Linked DNA regions of Mus musculus: all the other regions are linked to region 5. A link is a contact called in public HiCAR-type, HiChIP or PLAC-seq and promoter capture Hi-C data. All regions are on one chromosome and are shown on one strand. Each heading gives the region's core, a stretch centred on a gene start, on an enhancer-like site or on the middle of the called end of the contact. The rest is flanking DNA. Distances are from core to core; before and after follow the strand shown.

The links. Promoter capture Hi-C pulls out the DNA fragments that hold promoters and counts their contacts. HiCAR-type assays count read pairs that join an accessible place to other places. HiChIP or PLAC-seq counts read pairs in DNA pulled down with a chosen protein or histone mark. Capture Hi-C pulls out chosen DNA fragments and counts their contacts.
Region 1: a promoter capture Hi-C map of embryonic stem cells shows a contact between it and region 5. The contact joins the enhancer-like site here to the promoter of Als2 in region 5. A contact is called at or near these places in 14 of 39 promoter capture datasets (the C10 cell line, the HPC-7 cell line, the SN4741 cell line and 9 more), 5 of 15 datasets of contacts at CTCF or cohesin (the G1E-ER4 cell line, the NIH/3T3 cell line, embryonic stem cells and 1 more), 38 of 484 Hi-C or Micro-C datasets (the C10 cell line, ECoMG myeloid progenitors, the G1E-ER4 cell line and 23 more), 30 of 115 datasets of contacts at active chromatin or transcription factors (the NIH/3T3 cell line, acute myeloid leukemia, astrocytes and 18 more) and 4 of 9 other capture datasets (adipose tissue, embryonic stem cells, liver and 1 more).
Region 2: a contact with region 5 is called in an H3K27ac HiChIP or PLAC-seq map of the NIH/3T3 cell line, with 3 times the contacts expected there. The contact joins the enhancer-like site here to the promoter of Als2 in region 5. A contact is called at or near these places in 5 of 39 promoter capture datasets (3T3-L1-derived adipocytes, the C10 cell line, liver and 2 more) and 2 of 115 datasets of contacts at active chromatin or transcription factors (the NIH/3T3 cell line and memory CD8 T cells).
Region 3: an H3K4me3 HiChIP or PLAC-seq map of neural progenitor cells shows a contact between it and region 5, with 36 read pairs. The contact joins the enhancer-like site here to the promoter of Als2 in region 5. A contact is called at or near these places in 21 of 39 promoter capture datasets (the 3T3-L1 cell line, 3T3-L1-derived adipocytes, the C10 cell line and 13 more), 10 of 15 datasets of contacts at CTCF or cohesin (the G1E-ER4 cell line, the NIH/3T3 cell line, embryonic stem cells and 4 more), 224 of 484 Hi-C or Micro-C datasets (the 3T3-L1 cell line, 3T3-L1-derived adipocytes, the 63-12 cell line and 110 more), 52 of 115 datasets of contacts at active chromatin or transcription factors (DN3 thymocytes, the NIH/3T3 cell line, PVALB interneurons and 29 more) and 5 of 9 other capture datasets (adipose tissue, embryonic tail, liver and 2 more).
Region 4: a contact with region 5 is called in a promoter capture Hi-C map of adipose tissue. The contact joins the promoter of Casp8 here to the promoter of Als2 in region 5. A contact is called at or near these places in 16 of 39 promoter capture datasets (the 3T3-L1 cell line, the C10 cell line, the HPC-7 cell line and 11 more), 3 of 484 Hi-C or Micro-C datasets (CD4 T cells, neutrophils and uterus), 15 of 115 datasets of contacts at active chromatin or transcription factors (T-cell acute lymphoblastic leukemia, acute myeloid leukemia, bone marrow-derived macrophages and 10 more) and 3 of 9 other capture datasets (adipose tissue, liver and macrophages).
Region 6: an H3K27ac HiChIP or PLAC-seq map of the NIH/3T3 cell line shows a contact between it and region 5, with 3 times the contacts expected there. The contact joins the enhancer-like site here to the promoter of Als2 in region 5. A contact is called at or near these places in 21 of 39 promoter capture datasets (the 3T3-L1 cell line, 3T3-L1-derived adipocytes, the C10 cell line and 14 more), 1 of 484 Hi-C or Micro-C datasets (the HPC-7 cell line), 8 of 115 datasets of contacts at active chromatin or transcription factors (the NIH/3T3 cell line, T-cell acute lymphoblastic leukemia, bone marrow-derived macrophages and 4 more) and 2 of 9 other capture datasets (adipose tissue and liver).
Region 7: a contact with region 5 is called in a HiCAR-type map of astrocytes, with 3 times the contacts expected there. The contact joins the enhancer-like site here to the promoter of Als2 in region 5. A contact is called at or near these places in 9 of 39 promoter capture datasets (the 3T3-L1 cell line, the C10 cell line, the HPC-7 cell line and 4 more) and 3 of 115 datasets of contacts at active chromatin or transcription factors (astrocytes and bone marrow-derived macrophages).

What each region holds. Positions count from the first base shown.
Region 1 is chr1:59,583,217-59,586,226 of GRCm38.p6, forward strand. All of the region lies in intron 10 of Gm973 (predicted gene 973), which reads left to right. Among named protein-coding and RNA genes, the nearest start is that of Gm39648, 11 kb to the right of the region's middle. Within about 2 kb of position 1,630, at least 19 of the 459 cell types and tissues checked have an H3K27ac peak or open chromatin away from gene starts, as enhancers often do. A contact at or near this core is called in the G1E-ER4 cell line, adipose tissue, bone marrow-derived macrophages and 2 more, where this site is marked.
Region 2 is chr1:58,858,447-58,861,448 of GRCm38.p6, forward strand. It overlaps Gm28802 (flagellum-associated coiled-coil domain-containing protein 1), which reads right to left. Exons shown (of 14, transcript XM_030243918.1): 8 at 2,818-2,920; 9 at 2,048-2,117; 10 at 1,933-1,985. Among named protein-coding and RNA genes, the nearest start is that of Gm28802, 37 kb to the right of the region's middle. Within about 2 kb of position 1,490, at least 98 of the 459 cell types and tissues checked have an H3K27ac peak or open chromatin away from gene starts, as enhancers often do. A contact at or near this core is called in the NIH/3T3 cell line and memory CD8 T cells, where this site is marked.
Region 3 is chr1:59,622,284-59,625,329 of GRCm38.p6, forward strand. It overlaps Gm973 (predicted gene 973), which reads left to right. Exons shown (of 19, transcript NM_001357842.1): 12 at 2,804-2,894. Among named protein-coding and RNA genes, the nearest start is that of Gm33833, 3.9 kb to the left of the region's middle. Within about 2 kb of position 1,263, at least 9 of the 459 cell types and tissues checked have an H3K27ac peak or open chromatin away from gene starts, as enhancers often do. A contact at or near this core is called in cerebellum, differentiating embryonic stem cells, neural progenitor cells and 2 more, where this site is marked.
Region 4 is chr1:58,793,679-58,796,727 of GRCm38.p6, forward strand. It overlaps Casp8 (caspase 8), which reads left to right and starts at 1,696. Exons shown (of 9, transcript NM_009812.2): 1 at 1,696-2,060.
Region 5 is chr1:59,235,837-59,238,602 of GRCm38.p6, forward strand. It overlaps Als2 (alsin Rho guanine nucleotide exchange factor), which reads right to left and starts at 1,395. Exons shown (of 34, transcript NM_028717.6): 1 at 1,319-1,395. It overlaps Gm33667 (predicted gene, 33667), which reads left to right and starts at 1,519. Exons shown (of 2, transcript NR_168353.1): 1 at 1,519-1,917.
Region 6 is chr1:58,908,473-58,911,360 of GRCm38.p6, forward strand. Trak2 (trafficking protein, kinesin binding 2) reads right to left here. Exons shown (of 16, transcript NM_172406.3): 13 at 1,478-1,776; 14 at 51-317. Among named protein-coding and RNA genes, the nearest start is that of Gm28802, 13 kb to the left of the region's middle. Within about 2 kb of position 1,314, at least 46 of the 459 cell types and tissues checked have an H3K27ac peak or open chromatin away from gene starts, as enhancers often do. A contact at or near this core is called in the NIH/3T3 cell line and trophoblast stem cells, where this site is marked.
Region 7 is chr1:59,729,202-59,732,303 of GRCm38.p6, forward strand. No RefSeq gene overlaps it. Among named protein-coding and RNA genes, the nearest start is that of Snord11, 26 kb to the left of the region's middle. Within about 2 kb of position 1,295, at least 17 of the 459 cell types and tissues checked have an H3K27ac peak or open chromatin away from gene starts, as enhancers often do. A contact at or near this core is called in astrocytes, where this site is marked.

The DNA of each region.
Region 1 (3,010 bases), core at 380-2,879, 350 kb after region 5:
ATTTGAATGGCTTGGAAATATCTAATGTTTCAAGGGATGTGTGCAGACTTTTTGATAAGCGGTCCTCTGTCTGAAGCTCTGAGGGTGACAGTGTCTTCAGTCTCTCAAGAGAAGCTAGTAGGGAATTCCTAGAGCTGGATCCAGGGACTGGGAACTCCTGAGGCAGATGCTATACCACTGCTCCAGGGGTTGCCTAGGTCCCTCCGCTCTCAGACAGCCTCCAGGGCAGGCTCGCCAAGCCTCTTATCTCCAACTTCTTGCTGCTTCTGGCCTTCCCTCTTTTCCCCAGCACTTCCTTACAATCAGAGCAGAAATGAGTCTGTTTGCACAATATTTGAACTGACCTTTCAGGTTAAAACACCAGGCCCAAGTCAGGCCTCCATTGAAGAAAAGCATATCTAAGCCACTTCTCCACTACTGAAGAACCTCAGAAACAACACAGACACACACATACTATGTGTGTCTGTCTGTCTGTCTGTGTGTGTGTTTGTGTGTGTGTGTGTGTGTGGTTTGCCTCCATTGAAGACACTTTTCATAAAGGATCCGAAGACCTTAAGTAATAACAATAGCAATAATAATTACAGAGTTGTGACTAAGAAAATACAATATATTTTGGAAATCCCATAGCTCCAAAGGCCATACCAATACTCCCTGCATGGTCCAAACTCATGTATCCCTATGGCTCTACTGGAGGACCCTTCAAAGAGTGACCCAGCCATGACAAGTTAACTATAGACTAAATTATGAACTTTGCAGTCAGACTGAACTTTGGATCTTAAGCTCCAAGCCTGGTTCATCTGCAAGGCCTTGGTAAGTTCACAAACTCTGGAAATATCTTGTACCTCCTTTGCAAATGGAGAAAGGTTCCCATCTGAGCTTCTTGGTTGGTTGGTGTTACCATAGCCTGCCTGCCTTTGAAAAGGAACCCCGAGGGGAAAAGCCTTATGAGGAAAAGTCTAGGGAGCCCCACCAGTCCCCAAGCCAGGAAAAATGGGGTGTAGGGTACAAAGGACTTCCTCCTGCCTCTCTCACCCCTCCCCCTTCTTGAGGCTCAGGGCACTTTATTAGGTTAATCACTGCCTCGGATTTTAACTACTTCCTCAACCTACTCCACATAAATGACTAATTTTATGTTTACCATAAAGCATCTGGAAAGGCTTTAGAAACAAATTTCTACCCAACAGACTTCAGTTTACCCACCTTGATGGGCCACTGGCCCAACCAGTGGCCTCCCTGCCTCTCTAGGACCTAGGACCTTTCTTGCTCTGAAGCACAAAGCAGGCTTGCAGCAACAGTAGTAGCAGCAGCAATTAAGCCCGTCTTTCTTTTCTTTTAATCCCTACTGACTCAGCTCGTCCCTCCATCCTTTAGGGTCTGGTCATGTAAGGTCACTCACACATAATACATTTGTCTAGTTTTGTTGTTGGTGGTGGAGGTTTGGTTTGGTTTGGCTTGGTTTGGTTTAAGTCACAGTGAGAATCCCAAAGGTGGAACCTTTTGGAAACAACAGACCTTTGAGAAGTCACATACCTAGGCTGGGAAGTATGAGGGAAAGAAAGTCTGGTATTGCTGTCCAAGTTCAGCTCTGGGGTCCGGAGGCTGCCCCCGTGCGCCCCCTCCCGGTAGTACTGAAAACCTCTGCTCTGAGTCTTCAGTGGCCGCGTCGCTAAGGCCAAAGCCGAAAGGGTGAGGGGCTCTAGCCTCCCAGTTCCACTTTCAAGTAAAGGCCCTTAGGCACCCCTTCTACACCTAGCCGGAGGTTCCGGGCCTCAGAGCCAAGTCCATCAGTTTAAAAAAAAAAAAAAAAAAAGCGCCGCAGCTGCCATCAGCAACTTCCTTGGAGTTAGAAGTGGGGAGAAGTCAGAGAAATAGGGGGAAGAAGACTACAAGGGGAGTTGCGTGGAGATGAAAAGAGCGATGAAAAAAGAGAAAGAAGACAAGCAGACGTGTTTCAACTCCAAGCTCCCATTTCCCCTTTCAAATGAACGGCCTCCCCACTGTGAGCAGAATCAAGTATTTATGAAGGCATTTTTTGCATATTAATAGCTGCGCAGGGATGGGGCCCTGCCAGCGCTTAAGTCCTAAAGGTATGGTGCCCTTTTGAAAATACAGGTCTTTCCAGCCCCTCATAGAATTTGGTTTTCTCCTTCAGATTTATTTCCCCCTCTGCCTTGTGGGTCCTCCTGGGGCCCTACAACTGATTAAGAGAAATTAGTTTCTGGGCTGCCTTCAGAGTCCAGGACTGCTCTTCCCTCTGCGGGTCGCTGACATCAATCGCAGGCTCTCGCCTTTCCTCTTCCCCAAGGCCTCTGGGGAGAGGCTTGAGGTTGGGTGAGGTGCCCAGCACCTAAAAAGAATCTTAAAATTGTAAATGGAAGTTTCAGAAGGAGATATTAATACATCCGTGCAGTGAGAGAGGAGAAAGTAAAAAAGAAAAATATGCAATCATTTCATTAACGTTAATAATACTGTCGATCCTCGGTGAGGATTGCATTTCATTTTTAAAAAGAAAACATAGAGAGTTAGAAACATAATCAAAAGACCAAATCATATTAAAATAATAGTAGTAGGCAAGAATATGAGCTATAGTTTAGTGGCAGGGCTTGACTACCATAGGCAAGGCCCTGGGTCTGATCCGGAATACTCTTATACACACACACACACACACACACACACACACACACACACACGCACACGCATACGCGCGCACACACACACACACACACACGCACACGCATACGCGCGCACACACACACACACACACACACAGAGGCACAGATGACTAGGGCTTGGGGCTGTAGTTCAGCTGGTTGAGGTCTATCTTAGAATGCACATGGCCCTGCATTCTATCCCTGGGACCACATAAAACCCAGGCACGGTCACACACCTGCAATATCAGCCCTCGGAAAGAAAGGCTCAGAAAGTCAAAATCATCCGAGGCAACCTGAGATCTGTGATCTCCTGGAATCTGTGATTTAATACTGGGCAACATCAAGGTTCCAGACGGTTG
Region 2 (3,002 bases), core at 240-2,739, 380 kb before region 5:
AGGGGATTTTCAGAGGTAGAACTAGAAAAGGGGATAGCATTTGAAATATAAATAAAGAAAATATCTAATAAAAATATCAAGTTGGGTGGTGGTGGCGCATGCCTTTCATCCCAGCACTTGGGAGGCAAAGGCAGGTGGATTTCTGAGTTCGAGGCCAGCCTGGTCTACAAAGTGAGTTACAGGATAGCCAGGGCTACACAGAGAAACCCTGTCTCGAAAAGAGGAAAAAAAAAAAAAACAGAATTAAAAAAACAAAACAAAACCTGCTCAACCATGTGATGATTGACAAGCACCAACTTATGTCTTTACGTCTGCATTGCCCTTAGAAGTTTGCTGAGAAAGATGCTTTCTACATTTGGTTTTTATAAACTTTTAAAGGTTGATTTGGGCACGTTGCAAGGATAACTAGCAACTGTATTTGTGTTTATTTCATAATAAGTTATGCTATCAGACCAACAGAACCAACTTTTTTTTTTTTTAACAAAACAAAAACTGATAAATTGAGTCTGTGGTGGTAAAAACCAGAAGAATGGTGGCCTGGGGCAGGTGAGAGGAGATGGGTTTAATGGAAGAGGAATTAGCACGATGGTTAGAAATGTACACATGAGTGACATAATCAAAATATTGACAATATTGCACAATTCTCCATTTGCGTGAAAAGGATGGAGGAACCTAAGACAGCTTATAGCTTGTATAATTAGGGTGATTGTGGGGCATTGGGCTGTGCAAAGACAGTCTGGTCTCCAGTTGAGCTGAGATGTTGAACCCTGGGACTTGGTGGTGATAATTCATCTACATGGGACGGAAGTTCTCTCATGTCTCCTGGAACCCTGGCTCCCATCGAAGTTACCGCTCCCCTCAGCCCCCACAAGAGAAGTGTGTGGCTAGCAGTCAAGTAGGCAATGTCCCAAGATTCTGATCTTCAGGCTAAATTCCTCCCCAGTTACCTAGCAACAGAAAAGATAGCAGCATACCATGAGGGGCTGTTTGGCCCCTCCTCGCTCTTTCACTCTCACCTCTCTCTCTCTCTCTCTCTCTCTCTCTCTCTCTCTCTCTCTCTCTCTCTCTCTCTCTTTCTCTCTCTCTGTCTGTCTTCTCTCCTCTCTCTACCTCTTTCTCCCTCTTATTCTCTAGCGTTTCTTCTCTCTCTCTCCTTTCCCCCTTCTTTCCTCTTGGCTATGGCCAGTCTCTCTCTTTTACCTTCTTTCTCCCTGCCTTTCTATAATAAAGCTCTAAAACCATAGACTGTCTCTGCGCTCTAATCAAGGCCCACTGTGCAGAGTCTCACCTGTGTGGGAACCTCTCTTCCCTCTTCCCTTAACCCCAGGGTGACAGGGTGAAACCCCAGGGCACATTTTGATTTCAGGGGACTGCCCCTTATCCACTCCCCATCGAGTGGGTCAGAGGCTTACATGCCACCTGGGCTGAGTGGAAAGCGACTGGCAGCCCTCCCTCATCTGCCTGCCCAGAACATAGGTGGAGCTCTGGCCGGATGTGGGCTATCCTCCCTCCCCCCTCTTTTCCCAGGCCCCTTTATAGTTCCCACGGGTGATGCCTAAGTCCTGATCTTGAAAGAAAATTAAATTCAAGGTCCATGACTCATGCGGCTTGCTAGTTAGGAGGGTTTTTTGGGCCAAGGGCAAAGAACAAAGGCTGTTGCTGTTAAGTCATTCCAGGAACTGGCTATCCATAAAGATAGAGGCATACAAAGACGTCCGGACTATCTCAGCCAAGTTAAGCACCTGCCCCTCAGAACTGCTGTTACCTCGCTCTGCACGTACAATTTGCTGATGTTTAAACTGTCCAATTGTGTGTAACTGCGCCAATTCTTCCCCTACCCCCAACTTTTTTGTATATAAACCCCTAGCTTCTGAGCCTCGTGGTCGACTCCTCTGTCTCCTGCGTGAGATACCATACAGTTTGGAATCTCACCTGAAACACACGGAATATACTCTTCAGATACTTATATTCCTTGCCCATCTTATCTGGAGGAAAAGAAAACAAGGATGTCATTATTCCTTCGGTGGGCACACTTTCCAAAACTCACATGAACTCTTCAGCTCCACACCCAAGCTCTCCCTGGGGTGATGAAACCGTCTTGGGATTCCCAAGTCGCTCTGGAAGCTTATCAAAAAGCTTATCAGTTATTGGATCCCACCTGAACCGATGGATGAAGAGCTTCTGGGAGAGAGGCCAGGTACTTTCTAAACATGCTTCTCCAAGAGCTCAGAGCTCCCACACTCTGTTCAGCTGTTTTAGTAAGACAACCTCCCCCCACCCCCGAGGGTCATCTGTATCTATGGGAAGGAGGAACAGAACCTCCCACAATGCATCTGCTTCTCCTTTTTGTATCATTTCCTCCTTTACAGTGGTTATGAAAACCACACATTCTCTTCAGGAAACTAGAAAACAAGCAAAGTGTAAATAAGACACTAACTTCAAAGAGAGGAAGAAGGTTGTAGAGTGTCTCGTTCTCTCTGTGGACATTAGTCTATAAACCCCAAATCTGAAGGGTGCACACTCTGCTTTCCCCAAGGGCACACAGTAGCCCAGTGAGCATTCAAGAAATCACTGCCATTCTCCATGCAAGACAACCTGAAGGCATCATAGTAATATTGTAGTTTTAGAACTTTAAAATTCACTTAAAAAAAATTTCAAGTTCTTGCTCAGTGATGAAGCAGTTCCATTCTCGGTCATTCTCATGCCTTAAGCCTCAGAAGGGAAATGTTGGACATCTGGCTGTGCCAAGCCATGGCTATAGGGACGCCAGGGTACAGGCTGCCCACTTTCCCTCCCATTTTCCCCTCAGGGCCTGACAGTGCCTAGTTTCTCTTCGGCCAAGGCCTTTTCTGCCTTCAGGGCCTCCTTGTAGTTGTTCTCTAACCTCTCGAGCTCCTCTCTGTGAGTCTCTTTGAGTTCCCTGTGGGACAATCCAAGAAAAGAAGTTCAGCATGAACAAGCTGGCTCAGCAGGTAAAGGTGCTTGCCATGAAAGCCTAACAA
Region 3 (3,046 bases), core at 13-2,512, 390 kb after region 5:
GAGCTGGTTCCCTGCAGCCCCCACAGAGATCTAGTTTTCAGAGATAATCATTGCTAATTATTAACTTGTGGACATATATATGGAAAATATAATTTTAAGATAATACATGAAAAATGATTTCATTTTAATAAATAAAAATAGACATGAATAAATATAATCTTCTATATAACCCTGGATATAGCAAGCACAGATAGGAAGAGCTGTTACCATAAAGATGACAATTCTAAAAAGGGTGCAGTGGCATTTAGGACCAGCCTGGGGGACCTAGCAAGCTTCTTTCTTTCTTTCTTTTACTATTTTTATTTATTTATTTATTTTATCTATTTTGGGGTTTTTTTGGTTTTTTTTTTCCCCCGAGACAGGGAGTTCTACGGGAACTCCATCTGTAGACCAGGCTGGTATTGAACTCACAGAGATCTGCCTGCCTCTGTCTCTGAGTGCTGGGATTAAAGGTGTGCACCACAGCCTAGCTGCAAGGTTCTTTCTGGAAGGAAGGAAGAGATGGAGGGAGAGAGAGAGGAAGGGAAGGAAGGAGGGAAGAAGGGAGGAAGGGAGGGAGGGAGAAAGAGAAAGAAAGAAAGCAAGCAAGCAAGCAAAGGCAAGACAAGACAAGACAAGACAATGATCCATAAATTAATCTATCAATTTGAAGCAATCATAAAAGTCCCATCAGATGAGCTGACACACATCTTCAATCCCACAGTTGGAAAGCTGAAACAGGAAGACTGAGTTCCAGGCAAGCCTGGGCTACATAGTGAGACCAAATCAAAGGTAATTCGATCACAGGGACACCTCTCTTGTGAAAGCTTAGTGTAGTTCCCTCAGTGGGTTAATGGCTTCGAGAGCAAGTTGTTATAAATCAAATTCAGCTTCCCTAGCTTGCTCTCTTGATGCGTAATACCACTGGCTCTTCCATATGTCTCTTTCTTTTCTTCCATAAAGCCATGATTCTTCATAAATAAATGCTTCATTTCATTATTGGAAAAATGTGAATCAAATATGTGAGACTATTCAAATCTTACACGACTAAATAGAAAGTCCATGGGTAATGAGTATACAAGGTTTTTGTTCTACACCCTGCATCGTTTATTTTATAGATGTCAAAATTCAATGCCTAAATACCAAGTTATTTTCCTAAGGGAAAGAAACCCCCTTCTCTAGCTCACACAGATCAGTTCTGATCATACAGGGTGGAGTAACACCAGTGTAAGCCTCCACTTCTGGATGGTACAATTGCGCCCTCTGGTGGTCATCATGTGCTCTGTACCCAAGCTCAGAAAAATAGTACAAGGCAGAGCATGCCTTCAATGAGAATGTGTCATGCCCCATCCCCTCTCCTTCCCTACTCCCAGGCAGCCATGTTCAATAAAGAAATTCTCACAGAGGTCCCCTTGTCATGGAGATACCTTAGGTACTATAATCATCTCCTACTACCCAATAATATCCCATATAGAAAGCAAAAGAAACTCTCAGGTACATTTCTCAGTTACATTGGACACTTATAGACTCTCCCCACTCCAAAGGCTGGAGGTGATGTGTGTGAGAGTATTACCTCAGTGTGCGAGAATGGCCAACGGGAGCCCAGTTACAAAGGAACCCTGGGGGTCGGGGAGCACTATCAAACTGAACACTGTTTAAAGCAGTTTGCTTTTAGTGTTATAACCACACTGGGCTTTTAAGGAAACAATTTAAACATACTTAAATCTTCTAATCTAACATAATATTCTTTTGTCTATTTTCTCTTCCAATCCTTAGCCATCTAGTTTTTTTGTGATTGTTGTTTGATTTTTGAGATGGGTGTGAATGTTCACTCTGGCCGGCCTGGTATGCGAAGCAATCCTTCTCTAGGTTTTAATGAATTCTATCACTTTTCTACTTTTCTATAGTCTATATTTTTTTATTGTTATACCATAAATACTTTCTACACTTTCAGTATTTATCTTTCTTTTCTTTCCTATTTATTAATCTCCTGAGTAGTATCAAGGTTTGAATACAGCGAGAAAGACATTCTACCTGTGAGTTGTTCCTAGCCCTTACCTATAAATTTAAGTACCACACTCATGTATAAGTCACTTCCCAAGTCTGTTAAACTGTCTCTAATTTTTCATTGCCAACAAATAAAATAAGTACATTTTTATAAAAGTTAAGGGGCTGGTGAGATGGCTCAGTGGGTAAGAGCACCCGACTGCTCTTCCGAAGGTCAGGAGTTCAAATCCCAGCAACCACATGGTGGCTCACAACCACCCATAACAAGATCTGACTCCCTCTTCTGGAGTGTCTGAGGACAGCTACAGTGTAATAAATAAATAAATAAATAAATAAATAAATATTTAAAAGTTGACTTGTCGGGCCTGGTATGGTGGCACACACTTTTAATCCCAGCACTTGGGAGGCGGAGGCAGGCGAATTTCTGAGCTCGAGGCCAGCCTGGTCTACAGAGTGAGTTCCAGGACAACCAGGGCTACACAGAGAAACCCTGTCTCGGAAAAAACAAACAAACAAACAAACAAACAAAAAGGTTGCCTTGTCTTTTCGGATTGTTTCCATCTGCTACATAGCCAGGAGAGAGTCCTGTTTAAAGGCTAAAATAGTTTTCTGGTTCTAGACACATACTGTCTCTTTCCTAGAGGATACCTTAGTGAGTTTAATGTCACCTACCACAGGCCATCTTTGGTCCCCACGTGGGTTTGTTACTCTCATCTGCATTGTGTACAGCTTTAGCATAGACATTTCCCCTCGCCTGATTTCCTTCTGGTAAAACTGCCTGGGCCATTTGCTGATGGAGGATTCTCTGTTTTCACAGACCCAGAACTAAGGAACAAGACCCTTGCCTGCCTCAGTACTTCCCTGGCTGAGTACAACCAGCCCTCTGAGGCTGACACCTTAAAGAGCATGTAAGTGTGCAACGTACAGTGACTTGGACTCTCCTTTTCATCCATGTGCCTTCGGGCTTTTGTTTGTTTGGCTTTTGTTTTGTTTCACGAGATAACATGCTGGCAGTTGGGTTTAAAGGAAAGAGGCCCCTAGGTAGATTGCACATTGATGA
Region 4 (3,049 bases), core at 446-2,945, 440 kb before region 5:
CCAGTATAATCCCCTTCAAAATTCTAGCACATTTTTATAGACTTTGAAAGAATAGTATTTAGCTTCATATGGAAAGACAAAAGGCCAGGGTAGCTAAAAGCAACCCTGTACAATAAAAGATATTGACTTCCCCTATTCCAAGCTCTGCTACAGAACTATAGTAATAAAAACCTCACAGTATGAGCATAAAAACAGGCAGGTTGATCAATGGGATGGAATTGAAGACCCAGATGTAAATCCACCTATGGACACCTGAGTTTTTATAAAGAAATCCAGAATTATTCAATGGAAAAAAGAAAGCATCTTTAACAAATGGTGCTGGTCTAACTGGATATAGATCTATATCTACCACCCTGACTGCACAAAACTCTAGTCCAAGTGTATCAAGAACCTCAACATAAAACCAGATACACTAAACAAAGAAGAGATAAAGAAAATGTGGTATATTTACACAATGGAGAATTATTCAGAGTTAAAAAAACAAGACAAAACAACCAAACAAACAACCCCTAACATCATGAAATTTGCCAGCAAATGGATGGAACCAGAAAACAAAAACAAAAACAAAAACCTATCCTGAGTGGGGTAACTCAGACCCAGAAAGACAAGCATGGTACGTACTCACTTATAAGCAGACATTAGCTATAAATTACAAGATAATCATGCTACAATCCACAGACCCAGAGAGGCTAAGTAACAAGGAGCCATCTCCCTAGGAGGGAGAAATAGAGTAGGTATCATGGGATTGGAACTGGGGGCATGTGGGGATGGGAGCAGAGGGATCAGGTTGGGCGAGGATGGAGGGAGAGAGTATGGCAGAGAAGACTGGAATGTGGGGGCTAGAAACCTATCAGGGTGACCCTTGCTATGACTCCTAGTAATGAGGGGTTTGGAGCTGTCTGCTGTAGCCAGGCAAGCCTTCCAGTGGAGAGACTGGGACACCAACTCAGACCCCAAACCTCTGACCTACCATTTATCCTGCCTGCAGGATGTGCTGGAGAAAAGATGGCACAGAACTTGTGGGAGTCTCCATCCAATTACTAGTCTCTCTTGAGACTTGTGCCACAAGAGGGAGGCCACCTCTGACACTGAATTCATGGAGGTCAGGAACAAGAGGCTGGATGCCCCAGACAGCTAAGATAGAACTGAACATGACCAAAAAAAAAAAAAAAAAAAAAAAAAAGCATGAAATGTTTTCTAATCATATTCTGCCATACTTGTAGACAGAAATCTAACATAGTCGCCATCAGAGAGGCCTACAGCCACACAATAGGCAGAGCTTGGGGAATCCTACAGGATATGGGGAGGAAGGATTGTAGGAATCAGAGCTCAAGGGCACCACAAGAAAACTCACAGAATCAACTAACCTGGCCTCATAGGCACTCACAGAGACTGAACCAACAATCAGCGATCCTGATGGATCTGACCTAGGCCCTCAGCATAGCTGGTTGTTTGGTTCAGTGTGAAATCACTTTCTTCTTGTAGTTGGCTCCTTTAAACTTTGTGTGTGTGTGTGTGTGTGTGTGTGTGTGTGTGTGTGTGTGTGTTCGTTCGTTCATTCCATTAGCTCTGGTTCCACTGTCTCTGGGATAGCCTGGAACTTGCTTGTTCTAATCTTCCTGTCCCTACCTCCGAGAGTGCTGACATTTCTAGAGCAGAGGGTTTCTGCGTGAAAGGAGGTGTGGTTGGACTGGGGGAATAAGGAAGTGTCCTCCAGAACTGGCGGGAGCTCTTAAGGCGGGCAGAAAGCGAAGCAGCCTATGGCCTCTAGGGCTGGCACCAGGATGCCACCTCTAATGATTAACTCAAACGCCTCTAAACATTCGGAGGCATTTCTGTCCCCTATGCCCTAGTTCTCTCAGTTGTCTTTCATTCTGACTTCGGTGCTTAAAAGTCCAGCTTCTCGGAATCGGTAGCAAACCTCTGTGAGCCGGCGTGGAACAGGAAGTGAGTACAGTTCTGGGGAGCGCCGGCCCGGGCTGGAGGCTCGGAAAGCCCAAGCCAGCGGAGGCCTCGCCCGAGCTGGAGTTGTGACCGGCGCGGCAGGTACTCGGCCACAGGTGAGTGCTGCAGAGCAGTCGGGTTCCTTTCCCACCAGCGGGCCGAGATCCCACCGGTGGGTGTCGATCTCGCGTGGCGCTCCCCGAAATGCAGCCATCGGGGTGCCGTCGCCGCCTCTCCAGAAAACTTTATTGGACTTCTTAGGCTTACTTTCTTTGTAGTTTGGCTCAGGACCTGGAGCTGAGTTAATCCTCCGGGGAGTCCTCTAGCTTGAGCTGCGTTTCCTCCGGCGATTTTCGTGCTCTTCCCAACTCAGACGTCCATCAACTCTAATCCCAAATTCTCTCTTCCTTTCTCCTTCTCCTCCAACATCTCCCCTCCCTTTTTCTCTCCCTCTTCTTCTCTTTGCCTTCTCCTCTCCCTCCCTCTCCTCTTCCTCTCTCCCTCCCTCCCTCTGTCCCTCTTTGGTTTCATGATTTCCTGCAGAAGCTCAGGCTTCTTGAACTTACGACCTTGCTTCCACCTCCTGAGTGCTGGCAGTACAGGGGGTGGGGGGTCGTAGGGCACTAGCTCTGCACTTAAAACACCAACCCCCCACCCCCTCACCCCAACCCCCACAGAGAGGGGATGAGAGAGGAGGGAGGGAGGGGGCTACAGGTGACCTGAGGCCGGTAATTCCTCTACGTGCTAAGCAGTTGTAAGGGTGACTGGCTTGTTAAGTACCTGTAAGGAATTATCATACAGTCATATTTCTGTTTCTTCTTTCTTTCTTTCTTTCTTTCTTTCTTTCTTTCTTTCTTTCTTTCTTTCTTTCTTTCTTTCTTTCTCTCTCTCTCTCTCTCTCTCTCTCTCTCTCTCTTTCTTTCTCTTTCTTTCTTTCCTTCCTTCCTTCCTTTCTTTTCTTTTCTTTTCTTTTCTTTTCTTTTCTTTTTTCTTTCTTTTTTTTCTTTTTCTTTTTTGTCTTTTTAAAGGGAGTCCTCTAAGTGCCTTCTGCTTGGCTAGGTCTCAGTTTCATTCTTTAAAAAATTATTTATTTCTATTTTAATTT
Region 5 (2,766 bases), core at 145-2,644:
ACATCTTGACATGGGACAACACAAGTCTTGAGGCATAGTGGTCATGAAAAGCTTAGGCCCAGGCAAAGTAGAACACGCCTTTAATCCCAGGAGAATGAGGCAAGCAGATCTCCGAGTTCAAGGCTAGCCTGGGACAAAGCAAATTCCAAATCCAGGGGTAATGGCACACACCTTTAATCTGGGTCACACCTTCTGCTAGAGGCCTACATAAGGACATTGGAAGAAGGAAGGCTCTCTCTCCTTTGCCTGCCTGCACTCCTTTGCCATCGAATCTATTGGAACCTACTTCTTCAGGATTCCAGCTTATCCAGAAGACCAGCTAAAATAACTACCCTCGTGGGACTGAGCAACTATTAGATTCTTGGACTTCCCATTCCCGTTGTTGGGCTAGTTGGACTGTAAACTGTATATCACTATGATAAATTCCCTTAATATATACATTTCATAAGTTTTGTGACTCTAGAGAACACTAATACATACAGGTATATGATAAAAAACAAAAAAGTATGGCCTACTGTTTTTTTGCATTTTTGTACCTGCTCCAAATAAACCTACATCACACAAGTTTATCCTTGACAGTCATTTAAAAAACAGATACAAATATAAGAACAACAGAGTAACAACCTTAATTTGGGTACAGCAGTCAGTTAATCTATAAGAAAGTGCTGCTCTTGACCACCCAATTCAACCAGTGTGTTTTCCCTCTTTGGTAACCACAGAAGTACTAAACAGTAGCTTGCCTCTACAAATCTACAGTTGCTTGTCTGCAAATAGCCCTGTTACCTGGAGGACCAACATCAATGTGAGGACCATTTCCTCAAGATCGCTCCAGTGTTCTTTCCTGTCTTCACGATGATTCCTTTGATGACTTGATACATTTAGGGATTTGGTCAAACTACCACTGATTAATACCAAAGTCCTTTTCATTTTCAGCAAACGCTGTTTCAAACCACAGACCCTCCCCGCCCCCCTTCACTTTTCCCCACGATATGCATCCTGGGGCAAACCCACCTAGGACACTCAGCAAGGTTCACTGTCTAGCCAGCTGGGCGCCCACTGTGGGCATTCAAAAAACCCTCTGAGCGGATGGGCGTAAGCAGCGTGGGTGGAGGCGGGAAGAGGGGACCCGAAGGAATGCCACACAGCTCCGACCACGGCAGTGGGGCGCTGGGACCCGGAGGGTGGGACCCGGGCCGAGCCACCACGTCCGGAGCTCTTCACAGGCAGGCGCCGTCCCCGCAGGCCAGCCCAGCGCGCTCCCGCACCTCCGCCGACCCGCCTTCGAACCCAAGGACCGCCCGGACCCGCGCGGGCTCACCTGACGCTCCCGCAGCTCCGCGCTCTTCTCCCGGCGCGAGCCCGACTGCACCGCGGGTACGCGAGATCAGCTGATTCATGGGGGCGGGGCCTCCAGGTAGGGGCGGGGCCTCCGGCGGCGGGCTGGAGAGGCGGGCCCGCAGAATGGGTGGAGCTAGGCAAGAGCCGGTGACGGCGTCCGACAGGGATCAAGATTGCTCCGAACGCATCAGTGACTGCAGGCAAACCATTCAGTCAGGGCAGAACCAATCGTCCTAGGGCGGGCGCACTTTAGAAGCAACCGAAGACTCAGTGAAAGGACCTAACTCAATAAGCGTTTCCATGGTAACGATAGGCCGCGCTTGAGGATGGAAACTACTGCAAGTTTTGTTACCTCCTCAAACTGCGAGAAATGAAGAGAAAATCTTACCTATCAGAACATGGCTGCACACGTCTGTAATCCCAACATTTGTGAGATGAAGGCAGCAGGATCAGGAATTCGAGGCCAGCCTTGAGAACGTGTCTCAAGAGAAATAACAAAAGTGAAAATACGAGCTACCTTTAAGCTGCATGACGTCATCTCTTCCCGAGTGTGCCTTTGCCGCGTGTCCACCTTAAACGGTAAAGAGTAGGAAGAAACTATTTCCTCAGGGCTCCTCAATATACAGCGTTAAAATTGTTTTTGCTTGCTTCTTAGTCTCACTACCATCCATACTTGTCACGGTCGCAATCCTCCCGCTGCACCCCTAAGTGCTCCCTTGAATGTTTTGTGTAACAGATGCTCTCAGAACACAAGCCAGAGAGAAATCTGCTGCTACAGAGTGTGCATCGCGGAACCTACAGAGTTACATTTATTTACTCATTAAAGATAGATATATTCCCCGAATCGAATGCCCCTGCGTACAAATTCCCAACTGGTTCCTCCAACTCAGGGTCTCTCACCAGAGCCTTATCAACTTCAGTGCTAGAACAGAAAAGTGTACAGCCTTGAGAATGGCGCCACCAAATGGTACAAACCAGGGATGTCCTGCAGTTAATGAAGCCTGGACTCTGGCCGCCCTAACAAGCTACCTGTCCTCCATAACACAGCTAAAAAAGACAACAGTGAAAGAAATTTATTCAATGAGACTGCACTAGGAAAAAGAACTAAGGGGCTGGTTCAGTAAACCCCCTAAGTCTATCTTTGGAGCCTTGACATAAGTAGAAGGCTCAAGGTGTGATCTTGCCCATGGTAAACACATCTTGGTTGGTCCTGCAAAGCAAACTGACAAGTTGTCAGAACTAAGAACCAAGCTCTCCTGATGGTTTGCACCCAGAAACCCAATCTCTTCCTTCTCCAGTGAGACTCTTGAGGAAATCTAGTTCTTTGGGGCCCATTATCCTGTTAGTCCACTAGTCAAAAGGAGGGGCACACGTGTCTCTCCTCAGAATATCTTCACTCCTCTCAGGATGGTCACACAGCTTCAGCTG
Region 6 (2,888 bases), core at 64-2,563, 330 kb before region 5:
TGTAGTGTCCTGGTTACGACGAGGCCATGTTCAGCTGCACCTCCTCTCACCTGTACCTGGTCCACCCGCTGAGGTCATGGGCGGCAGAAAGATTCCCGTTACTGGCGTGGGCAGTGCAGGTTTCTGCTCCAGTTGAAGAGGCTGCTGAACCTGAAAAGTGATGCCCTCTTCTTCATCCTCCTCTAAGTCCGAGATGTGGTAGACAACATCCTTGGGCACCTGTGTGAAGCCTTTAGTGATGACGCCTGGGCGTGGATCAAGAATGGTTCCCAAGTTCGGCTGAGCAAGCTGCTGCCAGTGATGCAGAGTCTGTGATCCTGAACAAGCAAAGCAGGACAGGCATGCTTTACATTCCCACAGATCCCCAATCTTGAAGAAGCTAGAATTGTGTGAGCAACAACAGTAACAATACAGATACTTATTTGGTTTTGACATTTTGTTCAAATTTGTAAATTTAAGCTCTCTGTCAAAAATTAACATGACATGGAATGGCTGAGCAATAAGTTTTCTATTTCAAAAGACAGTCTTCAAAGGGACATCTAAAGAAGAGGAGAAAAAAACCCAGTAAGGGTTTTAAACAGGACCCAGGCTGCTCAGGCAGGAAGGAGGCCACCCACTTCAGGGACAGGCTGCTCCTTCCCAGGTGGCAAAAACAATATTCACCCAGCACAGTTGATGATCTTGGAAGCAAAACTTGGGTGCTTAGGTTGGGAAATAACTTGAATTTCCTGTGCACTTCTCTGCTTGCTCATGACCCTACTTTCCTTGGTCTGCCAGGAAGAAAGGGAGACGCAGGTGATAAAGTGGAGAACATTTCCCTTTGGTTCCAGCCCATGTGACTCTGATGAAAGAGCAACCCATGCCCTTGTACAGGATGTCACATCTAATTGTGTCACTGTGGTAATTTCATCCTGAAATCAGCAACGCTAACCAACACTTGGACCAAAGCAGGAGTCTACAGGATACCTTTTTAAACCTTTGTTTTAAAAGGAACTTTTAAGCCAAGAATTAGAGAATCATTTGTGGACCATTACTATCTGATAAGTCAGGTATTTATTTTGAATTTAAGCTGTGCTTTAGGTAAAGCTGAACGGAAGGAGAAGAGTACAGATGTAACTGTGTGCCTCTATGGCAGGGACACTCTAATTGCTCCTCTTCATTCATCTCAGCCTGTTGGTCCTACCATGCAACTGCTATTACAGGATTCTGTAGCAAAAGTCAGGTAAGAGTCTTCCCACTTCCCTGCTGCGCTGATATTAAAATGTCAGAAAAGAACAAATAGCTGAAGACTTGGTGACTCAGGTCTTACTCACTGTCTGCTATGTGGCAGGCACCACAGCACAGCACAGCACAGCACAGCACAGCACAGCACAGCACAGCCTGCCTGTGCACAGGGTGCCAACATAACACAGGTCTCAATTCTAGGAGAGACGTCTAACATAGACACGGCTTCTAAAAGCTGTTCCTGGCTTATTACCTTCTAGGGGCTTGACAATCTGTAACTTCTCTGGCATGAAGCCTCGAAGGCAGCTGGCACTGCCGAGGTCCGTGGTCTCCGACTGGTCAGTGCAGACTGAGGCAAGGTTCTCCGTGGGGGCGTCACAGCTGCTGACTTCTTCCTCCTGCTCAGCCAAGATCTGGATCTTCCGTTCCCATTCCTCAGCAAAGAACTGCTTCTCACTTAGGTAGTTCTGTCTTCTCAGGCTGAGGCGATGCAATGCAGTAGCCAGATCACTATCTTCAGGGGATCCTGGGGGGTTTGTGGGCTGCGAGTTTCTGTGGGAAAATCATATTTGATGATGAGACTGTAGATTGTGAGAATAATCTAGACCACTCCTTTCTATAGTGCTGGACATTAAAAAAGACTTACCTTGAAAATGAGGTGTTTTCTTAGCTATTTAAAATACAGAAATAACAACAAACAAAATCATCAACAATACTGTTATCACAACAATCACTGTAACATATTGTACTGGCTGGCTTTTTGACACAAGCTGGAGTTATCAGAGAAAGGAGCCTCCCTTAAGGAAATGCCTCCATGAGATCCAGCTGTAAGGCATTTTCTCAATTAGTGTTCCAGCAGGGAGGGCCCAGCTCATTGTGGGTGGTGCCATCCCTGGGCTGATAGTCCTGGGTTCAATAAGGAAGCAAGCTGAGCAAGCAATCCAGTACGCAGCATCCCTCCATGACCTCTGTATCAGCTCCAGCCTCCAGGTTCCTGACCTGCTTGAGTTCCAGTCCTGACTTCCTTTTGTGATGAACAGCAATGTGGGAAGCGTAAGTGGAATAAACCCTTTCCTCCCCAGCTTGCTTCTTGGTCATGGTGCTTTGTGCAGGAATAGAAACCCTGACTAAGACACACATCATTTCCAATTACCTTAAGAAAGTAAAATATGTTATTCTTGCTAACTTCTCCATCTCATTTCATTATGAAACTGCAGGTGTGGTCTACTTTTATGTTCAGGTCAGGTACTCCCAAAGTTACTATTAGCATAGTTCACAGACTCTATTACTGAGAGCAAGAGGTACCATTGCTTTATATAACTGTGAATGCTAGCTATACACTACTACATGCTTTTAATCACAGAAAGGATGAGTAGGGCATGGTGGCACATTCATGCCACTAATTGCAGCACTCAGAAGACTGAGGCAGGAGAATCATGATTTTGATGGCAGCCTAGGTTGTACAAGAAAATACCCTACCTCAAACAACAAATAACAATAAAATAAAAAAGACAGAAAGAGAGAGAGAAAGAGAGAGAGAGAGAGAAAGAGGGGAAGACAGACAACCAAGGCTGAGAAAGCTGAGAAAGGTGTGAAAGCCACAAACGTCTCTGAATATGCAGTGTATCTGAAAGAAAGCAAGGATTCTAAGTTATAAAAGACTG
Region 7 (3,102 bases), core at 45-2,544, 490 kb after region 5:
GAAAAGCGTTGCCTGCCCAGTGGTGGATTTCTATTAACAGCCTGAGTAGAGGAGCCACTCAGGTTGAATTCACCCAGGCTTGGAGCCGGCCAGGCAGGGACAATAAAAAGACAGAAGGTGGCAGGAACGTAGGACAGTGGACCTGCGCAGGCCCTGGACTTGAGCCTCAGCATTGGGGCGAGCTGCAATGGAGCTGTGAGTTTGCTCTTCTTACCCAATGACTTGTTTGGCTTTTGGGTGCCCTCCTACCTTCAACTTCCTAAATGCTGAGATTACTGGTGTGAACCACCACACCCAGGTTTCAAATAATGCTTTTACTTTATTTTTCTTTCTTTTTAAGTTTTTAGACAAGGTCTTGGCTAGGTAGCCTACACTTATCCCAAATTCACTATCCTCCTGCCTTAGCTGCCTAAACGCTAGGATTGCAGCAGGCATGTACAACCATGCCTGGATTTTGCTGTGCCTGTTTTGTTTAGATATGCTTGGATCTACAGATACTTAACGTTGTCAGCAGAGAAACCGGAAGCACAGGTTTGTTGCCTAGGAATAATAAATAGGCTTTCCCATATAGCCGAGGTGTGTGCTGAGCCAGACTATCTAGGCTTCTAAGTACACTGTGATATTCCCACAATGACAAAATCAAACAGAGGCTCTTTTCTCAGAAAATCAACTCATGGGTTCATTTCTAGCGTTGCTTCCTCGGTTAGCCCTTCCGACCACCTTCCTTTCTTTCTTTTTTCTTTTTTTGGTTTTTCGAGACAGGGTTTCTCTGTACAGCCCTGGCTGTCCTGGAACTCACTCTGTAGACCAGGCTGGCCTCGAACTCAGAAATCCGCCCGCCTCTGCCTTCCAAGTGCTGGGATTAAAGGCGTGTGCCACCACTGCCCGGCTTCGACCACCTTTCTAACATCACCTGCATTCCTCTACCTAAAGCTTTTCAGCATGTAGTTATTTATTTACCCAGCTATGTCCACCTCTTCCTGTAGATTGTGAAGTTCCAGAAGGCTTTCCGGGATTTAATTCAGTATGAGAGGTGCTGGAGAGGTAGCCCAGTTGGCAAAGTGCCTGCTCAGCAGAGGCGGCCAGCATCGTGACCTGAGGAACTACGTACCGGGCTCTCAGCTTTTCCATTGTGAAGACAGTCTTTGTTGGACTACCCAGACCATATCGGGTAAAGCAGCCTAACAAATCCTGTTTTGGCATATGGTCATTCTATGGGGTCTACTAGAGAGCCCTAGCTGCCGTCATAGGTACCAGGGAAGTACATGGCAGTAATGTTGCACAGGAGAGAAAGACGGTTTCTATTGCTTCTGGCCCCTCCCTTCCTGGGAAACTGGAAAGAAGCTGCCAGACTTGAAGGCACTTGCTTCTACTCATCTTGGAAACACTTAAAACTATGTCTAATGCTGCACTCCTAGAATATAAATTCAGGCAAATAGCCTAGGAGAGTCAAAATCACGACTTTAAGCTCATTTGAAGAAGGTGAGGGGGAAGGAATAAAAGAAAAGGGAGGAAGGAAGAAAGAAAGAAGAAATTGTAGTTATGACCTAACCACAGTCAAAAATCTCTTTGGCTTCCATTGGTCTGGTATGAATGGGAGGCTTTAATCTTCAGAACTTTGTGCGTGTGCGGCCAAGCAGAGGAAGGGAAAATCAGGCACGAAGCCATTGAACACAATCACATACTTGCTAGCCTTCCTCAAGTTCAGACCTCTGCTTGAAGGTTCACCCCACTGGTTCTAGGAGGCCCAGGCTAGCATGAGAAATCAGTGGGAAAATGTTCTTTCAGATGTCAAGTCCCAGCTTCTATCAGACAGATGAATAGAGCCACAGGCATGGACAGGCAGGCAGGCCCTTTTGTTGGCTATGTGAGCGGTTCCAAGTTTTCTTCTTCAATGTTCCTTAGACCAAATGCTAATATATTCTGTCCTAAAACATGGTGCATAGAATTAAGGGATCATTTCTGAGAGCACTTCGCCCACTGGCCTCTCTGTGTTGTGATAGGAGGAATAATTTATTGGAAAGTGAATTCTTCAGCCTGTGGTAGGAGAATTACTCTCCCACTTTCTATGATTTTTGTTTTGTTTTGTTTTGTTTTGTTTTGTGTTTTGAGTCAGCGTTTCTTTGTGTAGCTCTGGCTGTCCTGGATTTGCTTTGTAGACCAGGCTGGCCTCAAACTCAGAAATCCGCCTGCCTCTGCCTCTGCCTCTCAAGTGCTGGGATTAAAGGCGTGTGCCACCACTGCACAGCTCAAAAATTTTTAAATGCTGCTTCTTCTTCTTCTTCTTCTTCTTCTTCTTCTTCTTCTTCTTCTTCTTCTTCTTCTTCTTCTCCTCCTCCTCCTCCTCCTCCTCTTCCTCCTCCTCCTCCTCCTCCTCCTCCTTCTTCTTCTTTAGAGACTTTTTTTTCTTGTTTTGTTTTGTTTTGCTTTTTCAAGAAAAAGGTTTCTCTGTGTAGCTCTGGCTTTCCTGGAACATACTCTGTAGATCAGGCTGGCCTCAACTCAAGAGATCCAGCTGCCTCTGCATCCTATGGGATCAAAGATATGTACCCATGATCAACTAATTTTTAATTTTTATTTATTTGTTTATTTATTTATAAAATCTATTTATTTTAATTTCATGTACATTGTTTTGTACTACATGTGTGAGGGAGTCAGTGTAACTCCCCTGAAACAGGAGTTACATTTGTGAGCTGCCATTTAGGTGCTGGGAACTGGGCTCAGGGTCTCTGGAAGAGCAGCCAGTGCTCTTTCCTGCTGAGCCATCTCTCGAGGCCCCTGATTTTACTTTGAATTCTCTCTGTGTGTAAATGAGTACAGTTGCTGGATGTGGACAGGGGTGTTGGGTCCCTTGGAACTGGAGTTGCAAGGCACTTAACTTGTGAGCTGCCTGATGTAGGTGCTGGAATCAGACTATGGTCCTCTGCAAGCAAGGATACCCACACCTAACCTCTGAGCCCTCTTGCCATTGCTGGTTCTGGAACCTGAGAGCAAACTAAAGCAAGGATGTGTCCAATCCCAAACAAACCCAGGACAAGTCTCACTCTTAGAAACTGTCTCCACCCCACCCCCTACCACCCCACGCCTCTCCACCCCAGGGGC